Linked DNA regions of Sus scrofa: region 2 is linked to region 1. Evidence: chromatin contacts called from public HiChIP or PLAC-seq data. All regions are on one chromosome and are shown on one strand. The core of a region is the stretch at or near the end of the contact, and the rest is flanking DNA. Distances in the headings are between cores, read along the strand shown.

Evidence for each region. HiChIP or PLAC-seq counts read pairs in DNA pulled down with a chosen protein or histone mark.
Region 2: a contact with region 1 is called in an H3K27ac HiChIP or PLAC-seq map of skeletal muscle, with 3 times the contacts expected there. The contact joins two enhancer-like sites.

What each region holds. Positions count from the first base shown.
Region 1 is chr10:41,850,897-41,858,792 of Sscrofa11.1, reverse strand. The region is part of intron 3 of ZNF438 (zinc finger protein 438); the gene reads left to right. Among named protein-coding and RNA genes, the nearest start is that of ZEB1, 160 kb to the left of the region's middle. Within about 2 kb of position 4,617, at least 52 of the 83 cell types and tissues checked have an H3K27ac peak or open chromatin away from gene starts, as enhancers often do. A contact at or near this core is called in skeletal muscle, where this site is marked.
Region 2 is chr10:42,257,276-42,265,171 of Sscrofa11.1, reverse strand. It overlaps LOC102164518 (a long non-coding RNA gene), which reads left to right. Exons shown (of 6, transcript XR_305912.3): 2 at 16-133; 3 at 311-605; 4 at 3,121-3,217; 5 at 3,720-3,954; 6 at 6,221-6,338. Among named protein-coding and RNA genes, the nearest start is that of ZNF438, 250 kb to the right of the region's middle. Within about 2 kb of position 4,696, at least 69 of the 83 cell types and tissues checked have an H3K27ac peak or open chromatin away from gene starts, as enhancers often do. A contact at or near this core is called in skeletal muscle, where this site is marked.

The DNA of each region.
Region 1 (7,896 bases), core at 3,368-5,867:
CAGCAAAGAAGAAAGACCAAACATGTCAAAATATACTCAAGCCTTAATAACAAGTATAGTTACTGAAATAATGATACTGTTATCTGTGTTTGTGAATGTGTATGTATATGCAGATTTGCCTATTAAATAGAAGAAAGAGACTGGGGAAGAAAAACATTCTGGAAAATGTGTCCTTATGCACTGGTAGTTAGGACGGAAACTGGCATAACTCAACTGGAAAGTCTAGTCATACACACCCAAATTTTGAATATACACACTCTTAGGCATTCCCTTCATGGCTCAGCAGTTAATGAACCCAACTAGGATCCATGAGGATGAGGGTTCGATCTCTGGCCTTGATCAGTGGGTTAAGGATCTGGCCACGAGCCGCGGCGTAGGTCACAGACGAGGCTCAGATCCCATGTTGCTATAGCTATGGCATAGGCTGGCGACTACCGCCCCAATGCAACCCCTAGCCTGGGAACCTCCATATACTGCAGGTGCAGCCTGAAAAAGCAAAAAAACATATATGTGTGTATGTGTGTGTATACACACTCTTAGCCCAAGAATTCCAATTCAAAGTATTTATTTTTATTATGCATGTATCATAAAATACGTGTACTGTACAGCTTACCATTTTAACCATTTAAAAGTGTGCCGTTCAGGGGCATTAAGTGCATTCACATTGTTGCACAACCATCACCACCATCCATCTGCAAGACTTTTTTCTCTTCCCCAGTTGAAACTCTGCACCCAGTAAACACTCCCCATTCTCCCTGCCCCCAGCCCCTGGCAGTCAGCCCTACTTTCTGACTCCAAGAATTTGACTGCTAAATTTATCTTAAGATAAATTTATCTTAAGAAAATTGTATAAGAGCAACATAGACATGCATGAAAGATGTATTTATTCAAAAAAACATCTTCTGGAGTTCCCTCTGTGGCACGATAGGATTGGCAGTGTCTCTGAAGCCCTGGGATACAGGTACGATCCCAGGCCTGGCACAGCAGGTTAAGGATCCAGCATTGCCACAGCTGTGGCATAGGTTACAACTGAGGCTCAGATCTGATCCCTGGCAGGGGAACTCCATATGCCACAGGGGCGGCCCTCTCCCCCAAAAACAAATCTCCTGAGGACTTACCATATATGTCAAATAATAAGCAAGATAGGAGTTCCGGTCGTGGCACAGAGGAACCATGAGGTTGCGGGTTCAATCCCTGGCCTCACTCAGTGGGTTAAGGATCCAGCATTGCCGTGAGCTGTGGTGTAGGTCACAGATGCAGCTCGGATCTGGCGTTGCTGTGGCTCTGGCGTAGGCTGGTGGCAACAGCTCCTATTAGACTCCTAGCCTGGGAATCTCTGTATGCCGCAGGTGCGGCCCTAAAAAGACAAAAGACACAAAAATTAAAATAAAATAAAAATAATAAGCAAGATAGACCAGGTTAACTGACTTAACACACAAGTGATAGAGAAGGGAGGCCACGAACAACTGTGTAAGGAATAGAGCATTAAATTGCCATACGAACTTGGAAGAAAAGAAACAGGCTTATGTAATAGCGATGGGGGGCCAGTACTTTAGATAGGGCAGTAAGAAAAAAATTCTCTCAAGTACTATGTACAACAGCAAACAAATTAGAATAAACATCCAAGCAGCATCCTTGCTCAGGCAGAGAGCTGTCTGGCTAGATGTCAGCACATGACAGCATATTACAGACTGCAAGAGCCTTTCTCAGATCTAACTCCATGAATTCAACGGCCTTCTGTAGAGTATTTTCCTGGAGGGAAAGGGAGAGCGTTTCCAACATTTGGGGGTCGAAAATAATTTAGCAGGGGTCCCTGCCAAGGCTGCTTTATTCTGAGAAGGAATGTGCGGGTGACAGCTTCCATGTTTGATGGTCAGCCCCTCCTCAAACTGTAAAAGAACAGCAGGCTGATCTGCATCTTCTTTCCATGGTTTTGTCCTGGCGGGCAGAGCAACCCTGGGAAAAAAATGACAGTGTGTGCACGGAAAACATACTCCTCCTCTTTTCTTGCGTGCCTGACATGCTGGAGGGCAAGCGTGAAGAACATGGCATGGCTTCGATGGTCTCCATCATTGAGCGGTAATACACGGACAATTGAAAGAGCATCAAGGGCCTGGGCTGCCAGGAGCCCAGGCAGGAAATTCAAGGGTAACATAACACTTCGCTGTTAAGTAACGCCATTGGAATAAAAGCATGTTTGGGATGACTTTTGGCTTTAACATGGAACTTCTGTTTCATTTGCTTCCAGAAAGAACACCCGATGTCCGCCCCCCTTTAAGTTCTTAACTTGTATCTCAAAAATTTTTGTAGCTGTATAAATAGGATGTATACGCACTGGCCTTGAATTAAAGCGCTATGTCACAGAACAGGCTGAAAAAACAGATCCAGTCCAGGACCTACATTTTTCCGCTAAGGACTCCAAGACAGCAGCTTCGGAAACCGGAAACATCCAACGCAAGTCACAGATTAGAGACCTCATGCCCCTACCTATTAGCTGTGTGACCTTGGGTGGATTCTTTGACCTCAGAGCCTGTAAAAGAGGAATAACAATAGTACCCACTCAGAGGGATTTTGTGAGGATCAAATGCAAGAACAGGAAAGTCTCCGAGCTTCCTTTCCTGGACTTCATAACAGAGTTGGGCATGATTGCCACAGAGTAGAAAAAGACGAAAGTGGAAAACCCAAATTTATTTTTGTCTGAATAACTTGGACATGGGTTGACTGATTTTCCCTGTTGGTTTTAAGTCATGTTCCTCCAGTGCTGCCTCCTGGGCTGAGCTTCCGCATGATTCAAGCACCATTTTCAGTTTCAAAGGGCCTTAGATCAACAGAATCATCTCTAGATAACCGAGGATGGTGCCTCAGACTCTGACCCATGGGAGAAACTGGTGAAGGAGCTGCCGATGTTTAGCTGGGAGAAGACGCTGGGGAGACATTCGAGCTGCCTCCAAACAGCTGAAGGTTAATATCATGTAGGAGAAAAATTAGGTTTCTTCTACCTGGCTCCCTAAGTGGAGACAGATTTCAGCTTTATACACAGAAAACTTTTTTTTTTTTTTTTTTTTTAAAGAGATCAGATCATCAAGGAAAGATGCTATCTTCTAATGCAGGGAATTCCAGAGGGGTCCTGTCAGGGAATAGCTATTCACTCCCTGGGAGTCATCCAGGAAATTCTGCATCAGAAAAGGGCAGGATGATAAGCCCTTTCTTTCCAGGACACAGAGGCTGCAATGCAGGTAGCTGCACGGATGCAACCTTTTGTTGCAGGAACTCAAGGCCAGAACAGCCCTGGGAGGTGTAAAGCACACTGGAGCACACCAAATGGCACTTTCCTGCGAACTTGAACCTTCTACAACAAAAGAATGTCATGCCACTTGGGGCGGGGGTGCGAAGGGCCTTTAACTGCTGCAAAGGAAAACTTTCATAGTTTAGTGGATCATATTTTACAGGTTCCTGTGGACACAGGGGCCAAATGAAACTCAACCACGATCTCAGGCATCAAATTACACTTCACTTTTACCTTTTCCCCCTGTGATTCTGACATAAGTGATTAAAAATGAACCCAGACCTTTGACCTACCCATTTGGATTTGGGGTTGGGTTTTTTTTTTTTTTTTTTTTTTTCCTTTTTTCTATTCACCTGCAAACCTCCGCTGGTCCTTTTCTAGAGCCTTGGTCAACTGCTTTCAACAGCTAAACATTAAAGCCACCGGGTGAATAAACAGGAAGCTGGTGTTTAGGTGGGAGTTCCTAGGAATTTTATACCACTGACCACAGAGGCCAAGAGAGAAAGGAAATGGGAAAAACAGTGTAAATACCTGGGTGACTAATGACAGCACAGCTCAGCTGGCTTTTCTGAACACTTAACAGGAAGTCTCTTCCAGGGAAAACACCCTGAAAATTTTTAAGGACCCCGCGTGGCACCAAAAGGCCAGATCAGGGTGTTTGCACGAGGCTGGTGACGACGCAGAAAGACTGCCTATTTCTTCTAGACGCTGACTCTATTTGCATGCGTGGTGCACACGCTGGCTGAGCGCCTGGGCTCCAGGCCTGGGATTGCAAAGGATCGGAGGGCCACCCCCTTCCCGGTTCACACGGAGAGCGCCTAAGAGGATTTAGAATCAAGTGGGCACGTTTGCAAGCCTCGTTGTGAAGAGGCAGCTGGAGCGCGGCGGCCGGCCAGGCGCAGCCCCCCGCGCCCCGGGGCTGCATTGTCCTCCGAGGGGCCGCCGCCGGGGCTCCTTTGTGCGCGGGGCCGGCCCTCCCCGCCGGCCCGATCCCCTCGGGCCCCCTCTCCGCCCCCCCACGCAGACGGCTCCCTCCGGCCGCAGACCCGCCGGCTGCCGCGGTCCCCACGCGGAGGAGCGGGCAGGGCGGCGGGCGGGCCATCTGCACCGAGACTGACAGCGGCCCCGGAAGGTCAGCGCCCCCGCGATCGCCGCCTGAACAGCAGGCCACCCAGGCCTCCCAGCAACACAGGGACATCTGCTCCCCTTCATTTAGAGCCCGGGTTCCGATTTCACCAGAGCCCCCAGCTCCCCGCCGGCTCTGGGAGGGGGCCGGCAGGGGCCAAGCAGACGCGCCGCCCGTCCGCCCCCCACCAGTTCCCCAGATCTGGGGCCGAGCAGCTGAGTCCGGCGTGGCAGGGGCTGGGGGGGGGGTCGCCCACGTGACCCAAGTGACGTCGTGTAGTGCGGAGAAGCCAGGGCCGAGGGGGCGCGCGGGTGCATCCAGGGTCTGCGGGGGGATTGGACCGGACCCGGCCCTGCAAGGAGGAAGCTGGCAACCCGTGGCCCCCCCCTTCTCGGGACAGGCGGTTTGGAGGCTCTTGAACCTTTGCTGCGCAGAACCAGTGAATGCGCGGGAAAATTTGTTGCGAGAAGAGCGAGGAATCCAGCTTTACCTTTCTGCTGTTTTAAAGCCAGCAGACAAGGCCGGCATCGTCCCTGCACCGTAGACCTCCAGCCTTTTCTGTTTTCATCCAGAAGGATGAAAGAAAGACCTGCATTTCCGTTGAGTTTTCACCACTAGGTCTTCAGCTCCCTGAACACACACATTGCATCTTATTCATCATTTGCCTCCCCAGCCTCACACCAATGTTTGGACGCTAAATTAATGTGTGAAGGGGATGGGGGCTGGTTATTCCTGAGACCCTTGAGTGTAACTGCTGTCCTTTTTATTTGACAAAATCCATGACATCTGGAGAAGGAACTTGTGGATGCAGCGAGGTGTTGGTTCAGTGCTTTGCCTTCTCTTTCCTTCTTTCCTGCCCTTCTTCCCTTCATAGACATTTCATGGCCTGTGAACCAGATAGCAGTGGGTTAGACAGACTGGGAGGATAAAGAAACAGGACTCAAGGGGGGGCCAATTTGCCAGGGATGCTGTGTAGACGTAAACAGCTAACCAGGACTCTGGGTGATAAGAGCTGTTGACAGGAATTGAGGGTGGGGGGTCCTCAAAGCTACCTGTACAGGGGGAAGGCATCTAAGTAGAGGAAGCAGGGGCAGAAGCTCACCAGGAGAAGGTCCCTGCTGATGAGGGTGCCTCTGTTTGGATTCCCCCCAAATGGGTTTACCTCCTGTTCATTCTTTTTTTTGGGGGGGGGGGCACCCCACGGCATACGGAGTTCCCAGGCCAGGGATCAGATAGATCCGAGCCACAGTTGCAACCTATATCACAAGTGTGGCGGTGACAGATGCTTTATCCCACTGTGTGGGCCAGTGCTGAGACCTGAGTCCCAGCTCCAGAGATGCTGCAGATCCTGTTGTGCCCCAGTGGGAACTCCTCTCCTATTTATTCTTTAGGCCTCACATGAAGTATCACTTCTACGGTGATAAGATAAGGTCTTCCTATTTTATTTATTTATTTATTTTGTCTTTTGTCCTTTTTAGGGCCGCACCTGTGGCATATGGAGGTTCCCAGGGTAGGGGTAGAATAGGAGCTGTAGGCACCAGTCTATGCCACAGTCACACCAACGCCAGATCCTTAACCCACTGAGTGAGGCATGGATCGAACCCACAACCTCGTGGTTCCTAGTCAGATTCATTTCCTCTGTGCCATGACGGGAGCTCCCACATAAGGTCTTTCTATTCAGTGTTCCTGTAGCACCTGGCAGTTTTTTTTTTTTCTTCAATACTCATGACAGGTCCAATTGGGCAACATTCATCGTCCCTATTCCACTCTGAACTTCCAGAGGCAGAAACCACCTTTCTGTTCATGGACAGTCTCCACACTCAGCCCAGTGCCTGTCCCGTGGGGTTCCCTAAATATCTGGTGGCCTGATGAGTAATCAGACTTTCCTTAAGTTAATGCGAAACTGGTTCCTACAGTTTCTGTTTTGGATGTGAGGTCAGGCTGCGACCACTCCACTCCAGGTATCCCCCTTCCCCCCCACCGGGGGGAACCACCTGGAACAGAGTGGCCTTGATTCAGAATGTATTGTTTTGTGGTTTTTCTGCAGCTCGGTGATTTCAGAACTGTCTTCTGCAGAAACATGAGGCGTTAGATGCTCCTCAGAAAGGGACACCATCACGAAATATGTCTGAGGAAAGGAGTTGAGCCAAACAGGTTTCTGAACTGCAAGGATTTCACAGCCTTGGTTCACCTCGTGCAGGGTCCTCACCAGGAGCATCTAATAACACTTTGCAACCAGCGGGGGTGTGGATGAAATGAAATGGTGATTTTGCGGCACCATTTTCCCCACATCCTCCTGGGCCCCCGGAGGTGGAAGGACCAGCCACAGGGAGAGCTGAGCAGCAATAATTTGTGCCCATCTGGGCTCCTCTTTGCTACATCCTGTGACAGTTCCTTGTTTTTTGACGGTAAGGAGAGAATTATGATGTCAATGAAAGAGGCTGGCCTTGGTGGCTGGTGCTCTGTGACTTTGGAAGACTTCCTTAGCCTCTCTGTGCCTCAGGCACTTTATTTGTGATAAGAAATAAGAGTATTGAACTTACATGCTGTTGTTATAATTTTAAAAACTCTTGTATATACAGTTGACCCTTGAAAACCATGAGTTTAAACTACGAGGGCCCACTGAATTGCAAATTTTTTTTACAATAAATACAGTTAACTCGTGGTCATCAGTTGGTTGAGCCATGGATATGGAGGAACCACAGATAAAGAAGGCCCAGTGTAAAGCACACCCGGATTTTCCAGGAGGGTCAGGGCCCCAACCCCCTGGGTTGTTCACAGGTGACCTGTATTGAGAATTCTCATGATAGGCATACACTTGATTTAAATGCTAATAACTGATTAGTTAGACATTGAATATCCATCCAGCCTCTAATAGGCTAATGTAACTAGATAAGTTGCTAGTCAATAGAGCAGGTCACAGAGGACTAGGGCCTGAGAGGTGAGCTTTTCTCCACCTGCTGTCTTTGGAGTTCAAGTGATGCCTTCTGTCATCGTTGCTCTTCCAGCCAGCAGCATCATTGCTCTTTTTTAAAAAGTTTTTTAAATTTTTAACTTTTTTGAGATTAAAAAAAAAATCTGTAGGAGTTCTCATCTCGGCTCAGTGGTAACGAACCTGACTCGTACCCATGAGGACGCGGGTTCAACCCTGACCTCGCTCAGTCAGTTAAGGATACAGCATTGCTGTGAGCTGTGGTGTAGGTCAAAGACATGGCTCAAATCCTGCGTTGCTGTATTTGACCCCTAGCCTGGGAACTTCCATATGCCATGGGTGGGGCCCTAAAAAGACAAAAAAAAAATTGTAATTGAAGTATAGTTGATGTACAGTGTTATATTAGTTTCAGGTGTACAGCAAAGTGATTCATTTGTGTGTGTGTATATATATTCTTTTTCAGATTCTTTTTATTATAGGTTATTGCAAAATAGTGAGTATAGTTCCCTGTGCTATACAGTAGGATTCAAATTTTTCAATAGCATTTGCTGA
Region 2 (7,896 bases), core at 3,447-5,946, 410 kb before region 1:
TCCTGGCCCCTCCAGGTCCTTGGGCTCTTCAGTATGTGGGGAAACAGGGCTGAGGCTGCAGCCACAAGAGAGAGACTGGACTGACCCTCCAGGGTCAGCAGATTGTGGCGAGGCCTTGGGGAGGAGGCCATAGGTAAGTAAGCAGGTGCCCCAGTGGGGACCACAGATGGAGCAAAGGAAGGACATTCTTCCCTGAAGAGGGGGGTCCATCCATCCATGAAGCTTGGAGGTGGAAGGGGCTTTAGAAAGTATGACGGGTTCATATCTCAGGCTTGTTTTGTTTTTGTCTTTTGTTCTCTGGGGACCTTAGGGTCTCTGCCAGGAATCGGGGGCGGATGGGGACTCCGGCCACAGAAGGTTTGGAATGCTACCATGTGGAATGAGAAAGCCAACAAAACAGCAGAGGGATGCGGCGAGGCGGTCAAGGGTAGACAGCATCACTGTGCACTGGGATCAATCCAGATTTATTCACTTAGTGAGCGCAGTTGATGACAGTCTTCCTTATCTACCAGGATCCTGGACCCAGCACCAATAAAAACAAAACAAAACAAAAACCAGATTGTTGGGCTCTTCCAACTCTGGAGAGTGGAAATACAGGCACTCAGGTACGCGGCAGAGGAGAGGGCAGGGCTGAGGCAGGTGGAGACCTGCCCACAGATGGGGACACAGGGAAGTCATCAGGGAGGAGCTGACACACTATTGTGTCTCAGTGGTGTCCTTGTCATGGCCCTTCCCAGGGGAGATGATCCTGGGGGGAGGTGAACACATCCTAGTTTGCTCAGGAAAGTTCTATGTAATTATCCATGGAACCTCTTTCCTTTCTTTCTGTGTACATGTGTCTATGTGTTGGTTCTTATGTTTTTTTAAATTTTAATTGATGTATAGTTGATTTACAATGTTGTGTTCATTTTATTACACAGCAAAGTGATTCAGCTATGTATATATATGTATATATACTATTTAAAAAAATTTATTGGCATGTAGTTAACTTACAATGTTGTGCTGGTTTCAGGTGTACAGCAAAGCGAATCAGTTAAACATATATAGTCTCCATTCTTTTTTTTCCCCATGGGTTATTACAGAATATTGAGTAGATTTCTCTGTGCGGTACAGCAGGTCCTTGTCAGTTATCTATTCTCCACATAGTAGTGTGTATATGGAAATCCCATCCCCCAATTTACCCCTCCCCCCCCCAGTTTCCCCTTTGGTAATCATAAATTTAATTTTGAAATCTGCATTTGTATCTGTTTTATAAATAAGCTCTTTTGTATCATTTTTATTAGATTTCACATATAAGTGGTATCATATGACATTTGCTTTTCTTTGACTTCACTTAATGTGATAATCTCTAAATCCGTCCATGTTGATGCAAATGGCATTATTTCATTCTTTTTTATGGCTCAGTAGTATTCCACCGTGTATATGTACCATATATTTATCATCCATTCATCTATTGGTGGATATTTAGGTTGTTTCCATGTTTTGGCTATTGTGAATAGTGCTGCTATGAACATTGGGGTGCATGTATCTTTTCAAGTTACGGTTTTGTCAGGATATATACCCAGGAGTGGGATTGGTGGATCTTACGTCAACTCCATTTTTAGTTTTTTTGTTTCTGTTTTTGTTTTTTGTCTTTTTAGGGTTGTACTCGTGGCATATGGACGCTCCCAGGCTAGGGGTCAAATTGGAGCTGTAGCCACTGGCCTACGCCACAGCCACAGCAACACCAGATCTGAGCCACATCTGCAATCTATACCACAGCTCACTGCAAGCCTGGATCCTTAACCCACCGAGCAAGGCCAGGTATTGAACCTGCATCCTCATGGAAGCTAGTCCATGAGCGGATTCATTTCTGCTGAACCACGACGGGAACTCCCCTTTTTTTTTTTTGAGGAACTTCCATGCTGTTCTTCATAGTAGCTGCACCAATTTACATTCTTTCCAACAGTGTAGGTGGGATCCCTTGTCTCCACACCCTCTCCAGCACTTGCTATTTGTAGAGACTTTTTCTTTTTTTTTTGTCTGTACCTTCAGCATGTGGAAATTCCCAAGCCAGGGACGAAACCTGTGCCACAGCAGCAACCCAAGCCACTGCAGTGACAACTCCGGATCCTTAACTTACTGTGCCACAAGAGAACCCCTGTAGACTTTTTATTTTAATTATGGCCATTTTGATCAGTGTGAGGTGGTATCTGATTATAGTTTTGATTTGCATTTCTCTAATCATCAGCAATGCCCAGCACCTGTCTTTTCATGGATGACACCTCTTCATTATTCAGAGGTCCCAGTTTGAGTGCTGGGTCACTTGGTCAGTCAGCAGGTACTTGGTCAAGGGCTGAAGTGACTGGGGAACATGGCCCCTTAGGGATGTCACTTTTTTGTGTGTTGCAGTTTCAGGCCTGTTGATCACCCTGGCTCTCAACCTACTTCTCTCCTGTCAGTCCCACCCAGGGAAAATCTGGAAGTGTCTAGTGCCTGCAGATATGAGATCTAAAGAGAACTGACCAGGGTTGTTTAACAAATCCAACTAGGAACCATGAGGTTTTGGGTTCAATCCCTGGCCTTGCTCAGTGGGTTAAGGATCCGGTGCTGCTGTGACCTGTGGTGTAGGTTGCAGATGCGACTCGGATCCCGTGTTGCTGTGGCTCTGGCGTAAGCCAGTGGCTTCAGCTCCAATTAGACCCCTAGCCTGGGAACCTCCATATACCGCGGGAAGCAGCCCTAGAAAAGGTAAAAAGACTAAATAAATAAATAAATAGAACAGACCAGAGAAGGAAACACAGCTCGCCTCTCCTGCTGGTCCTGGAGGGAGAGGTCACACCCATGGATGCTCGAGGAAATGGCTCCATTGCTCCCTGGCAGCAGGCTAGGAAATACTGCCCACACCCCAACTGCAGTCCCCGAGGCCATCGGATACACCTGGGGCGCCTCAGGGCAGGAAGTCCCAGAAACCACATACAGTTTCTGACCAACCACTTCAGCTTTTTCTGGGCTTGAAAAAGACAGGGGCGGTGCAAGAATCATCTTTGGTTCTGCCGCAGTGGAGACCCATGACGTCTTGCTCCCAGTAGATTCTGCATGCATACTTATGTGACTGAATGGATGTCCCCCCTACCACAGACGGCAGCTGTCCCATCTCAGAGGCACCTCAGGTGGTGGCCTTGAACTTGGTGTCCAGACTGAAATGGGAAACCATACACCGTAAGAGGTGGAGCAGGTAAGGATGGGGGTGAGGGGAGGCTGGCAGGAGCGGAGGCAGGGTTTTGTTCCTGACCCTGCCTGGTGATCAGCTTATTCCCTAAAGCAGAAGGATTAATAACCAGGGTAATTTTATCCCTGTTAGAATGTAACTACAGATGTGGGCTTATTGGGCGAAACAGCTAATCCTTTCTACATTTGGCTTACTCGTGAAACTCGATGCCTGGAGTTGTCAAAAGCACTATTTGCACGAGGCCTGCTGCCCCTGAAACCTTTCTCTTCTGGGCCCAGTGGGCAGCTGTCCCACTGCGCTGGCACTTGCCTCTTGGGTGAGCTGACTCACTGGCCTGGTGATGGAAGGGGAGGGGAGAGGCCTGTGGGTATATATAGACCTAAAGTGAGGGAGAGGGTAGGTGAAGGAAAATACAAGATGTGGGGTGCGGGGAGAGGGTACACAGAGAGCCTGGAGAAAAAAAACTCTTGGGAAAATCTAAGGTTCATTGTGATCCCTCGTCCCCCAGGCTTAAGGCACGGGGGAGGCAGCAGGAGGAGGGAAGAAGGCGAGGGAAAGGGGGTACCCCTCGATAGGAGCCAGCAGGCATCCAGGGATCTGCAGCGTGGTGATGGCTGGAGGCGCAAAAGTCAGGAGACACAGTTAATCCAAGAGCTGTTGCTGCTGCTGCTGTTGCAGAGATGAAAGACTTTCCAAGCCAGTCAGTGATATGCTTGGAGCTTTCCCCTGTGCAGCCACCTGTGGTGAGTAACGGGAGACTTGGTTCCTCCTCCTGCACCCGGGGAGCCCCGGGAAATTGGGGGAGTGGGCGTGGCCAGGGTGGTGGGGCGGGGCCCCAGTGAGCAGGCGCCAGTGACCTCCCTCCCTCTTCCCCACCTCCCTCGGTCTAGGTCTCGAGCACCGCCTCCCGCTGGGTGTGGCCGAGCTTCAGACATTCCCCCCCCCCCCCCCCCCGCCCCATCCCGCCCCCAAACATCCCCCTCCTTTTCCACCGACTCCGCCCTTGATCGCCCTGGCCCACACAGTGCTACAGTGCGACACAGGAAGCCCCTCCTCCCTGCTACCCACCCGAGGCGGGGTGGGGGGGGGTGGGGGCGCGAACAGGTCGATACCCCCTCCTCCTACCCCGACCCCTCACGGACTTTTAGTTCGGGGCTGCTGGGTTAAAGCTTCATTCCAGTGTGCTGCATTCCAGAAACTTTAACAGATGCCCTGGCGTTCTTGGAAGACGCTGAGAGGGAAAGCGGCCGACGTCTCCACCCAAATGCCCCAGAATCAGATAGGACATTTGCCTCTGGTGCGGGGAGCAAAGGGCAGAGTGGCCAGAAGGCTTGTAATAAAAACCTCCCTTCCCTTCCCTCTGACCTGGGTCCTTCATTACTGACCCCAGCCCTTAAGAATCTGGAGCCTGCAACCCTCTCCACCTGGCGGGGCTGGTCAGGAGGCCGGGCGGGGAAGGATTCGGCCTCCTGGGCGGGTCCCGGGGTGGGAAGGCTCTCATCGCCATGGCAACGAGCTCTTCCCGTGGGAATAGCGAACTCTTGAACGTGCAGCACATGGGAAAGTGACCTACTGAGTGCCAGCTGGGGGTCCAGGCGGGCGGGTATGGGGGGGATCTGCAGGGAGAGGGCGCGCGACCGAGCTCGACATGCGACCCCCAAACCTGGATGCAGGGCCGCGCGCTTTTCTTCTGAGTCAGACGGGGCCACACAGGCAGGACACGTGATGCGCGGGGCTCTCCCCTGGCTGCCAGTTAGCAGCCAGATCTGCTGACTCGCTTAGAACAGCCGCTGCCCAGTGTTGGCCCGGGCTGGGTGGGACGGTTCCCTTCTGTGGGTCTGTTCCAGCGCCCTAGCTGGTGAGACCAGTAGCTCCTGTTGGGAGGACAGGCGTGTTGGCTGTGGAATTCAGTTCTACGTGGCTGAGGCCCCTGACTTCTTTTTACAATTTTTAAAGAAGTTGTAAAGGTTGTACTAACCTTTTAAAAAAGTGTAATTTCTTTTTTTAATTCAAAAAGATGAAAAGAAGGAACTGAACACAATCTGATCTACACCCTCCCCATCTTTCCACCCCAAAATAACGGACCACTGTTAACATTTTGTTATCATTCTTCCAAATTATGCCCACACCTAGGGGTGTACTAGTTACAAAAATTATGGTGCATATGATGTTTGTCGCCTGCATTTTCACTTAACTCACCACAGACCTGGAAAGATAGAGAAAACTCTGTATTATTATTTCTAAGGGCAACATAGGATTACTATAATTTATTAGCCAATTTGGTGTTGCTGGAAATTTAAATTTCTTTACAATTTTTTACTCTTCTACATGGCGACAGACATCCTTCTACCTACATTTTTTGCACCTAGCCTGTTAGTTTTCTTAAGGTCAACTTCTTGAAGTAGAATTACTGGGTCAGAATGTATGGATGTTTTAAATTTTGATGCTGGTTTATAAATCCTAGGTCTGTGGGCAGCTTTTGAGAGCCAGTGGACTTCATTTTCTCCCCCATCGGTCTTAGGAATAACACGGAAAAATTCATTATGTAGTTTGTATTCCTCCCAAAGCAATATCGGAAACAAGAGCTGTGAATAGTTTTTCCCAGAGGCGATCCAAGAAGCACGCTGCAAGTTCAGCAGGACAAGGTCCAGGAATGGATAGGTTACTGCTGTGGGCAGTGGGGCCCAGTCAGTCCCCCTGGAGGCCCTCTGGGAGATCACGTAGAACACGCCTGAGAATTGACCCCCAATCCTGTCGGCAGGGCATCAGCTCCTACATCTTCTGACTTCTCTCGTGGTTCTTTAGAAAACCTCTGCAGGTGAATTCTGAGGTAGGCCAAGGGGATGTGACTGTCACACCTCCAGCCATAGTTACACACGAATTATTACTCCTTCCCCTGAAACCAAGCCAAGGGAGGTGCTCAATCCAGGACAAAAATTGCAAAATGGGTTAAGATTTCGTCAACCTCACCACCTTCCCTCTCTCTTCTCGAAACCATCTCTTCCCCAGGCTTCCAAGGTCTTTGGTCCTCCAAGACACATCAAAAAGGACTTCCCATGGGAGTTCCCATTGTGGCTCAGTGATAATGAACCTGACTAGGATCCATGAGGATGCAGGTTCCATCCCTGGCTTCGCTCAGTGGGTTAAGGATTCAGTGTTGCTGGCTTGGATTTGGTGTTCCTGTGGCCGTGGCGTTGGCCAGCAGATGCAGCTCCGATAGGACCCCTGGCCTGGGAACTCCCATATGCTGCAGGTACGGCCCTAAAAAGATTCACACACACAAAACAGGTCTTCTCTTCCTTCACTTAGTATGAGAGTCTCTAGTTCCATCCATGTTGTTGCAAGTGGCATTATGTTGGTATTTTTATGGCTGAGTAGTATTCCATTGTGTATGTATATCACATCTTAATCCATTCATCTGTCGATGGACATTTAGGTTGTTTCTATGTCTTGGCTATTGTGAATAGTGCTGCTGTGAACCTAGGGGTGCATGTATCTTTAGGAATTATAGTTTTGTCCTGATATATGTCCAGGAGTGGGATCACTCGCTCATATGGTAGCTCCATATTCAGTTTCCTGAGGAACCTCCATACTGTTCTCCATAGTTGTCATACCAATTTACATTCCCACCAACAGCATGGAGGGTTCCCTTTTCTCCACACCCTCTTCAGCACTTGTTATTTGTGCACTTCTTAATCATGGCCATTCTGACTGGTGTGAGGTGGTACCTCATTGTAGTTTTGGTTGGCATTTTTCTAATGGAGATGTTGAGCATTTTTTCACATGCCCACTGGCTATCCATATGTCTTCTTTGGAAAAATGTCCATTTAGGTCTTCTGCCTATTTTTCGATTGGGCTGTTTGTTTTTTTGTTACTGAGTTGTATGAATTGTTTGTATATTTTGGAGATTAAGCCCTTGTTGGTTTCATCATTTGCAACTGTTTTCTCCCATTCTGTAAGTTATGTTTTCTTTTTCAATGGTTTCCTTTGCTGTGCAAAACTTTCAAGTTCGATTAGGTCCTACTTGTTTATTTTTGGTTTTATTTCTCTTGCCTTGGGAGACTGCAGTGGTCACTTTTGAATGCTAGTGTCCCCTGTTGAGTTGTGAGCTGCGTGAGGACAAGGACCTTGGCTTTTACTTCCCTGACTGGCTATGTGCAGTGAGCATCCGACACTGGTCGACTTGCCCTCTGTCGGGGTTTCTTGCAGGGACACAGGAGGATGGGGTCCTGCACCTTCCTATGCAGGCATCTTTGTTTTTATCGGCACAGCCCCCTCGAACCCTCTGCAGTCCCTAGGAATCCCCTGCTCATCAAATCTAGCAGATTCCCTGTTTTCCGTCTGCCTTCTCTCTCTGCAGCATCTGGCACTGTTTGCTGCTTCCACCATCTTGAAATGATCCTTCCTTGGCCTCCATCTCGTCACACCCTCTCCACGTCCTTCTGTCCAATGAGTTGTTCGCTTTTGTCTTGCACAAAGTTCTCCCCTGAGCCTCCATCCTCAGGAGCAGCATGAGGTAGTGGAAAGAATGCAGGTCTGGGAGCCAGAGTGACTGTTTGATTCTGGGCTGTATCATTTATTAGTTGGGTGACCTCTCTGAGCCTCAATTTTCTCAGCTGTAAAATGCCGATTAATCACGAGGTTTAAAGATATTGTAAGTGAAGGGCCTACACAAAGTCATGGCT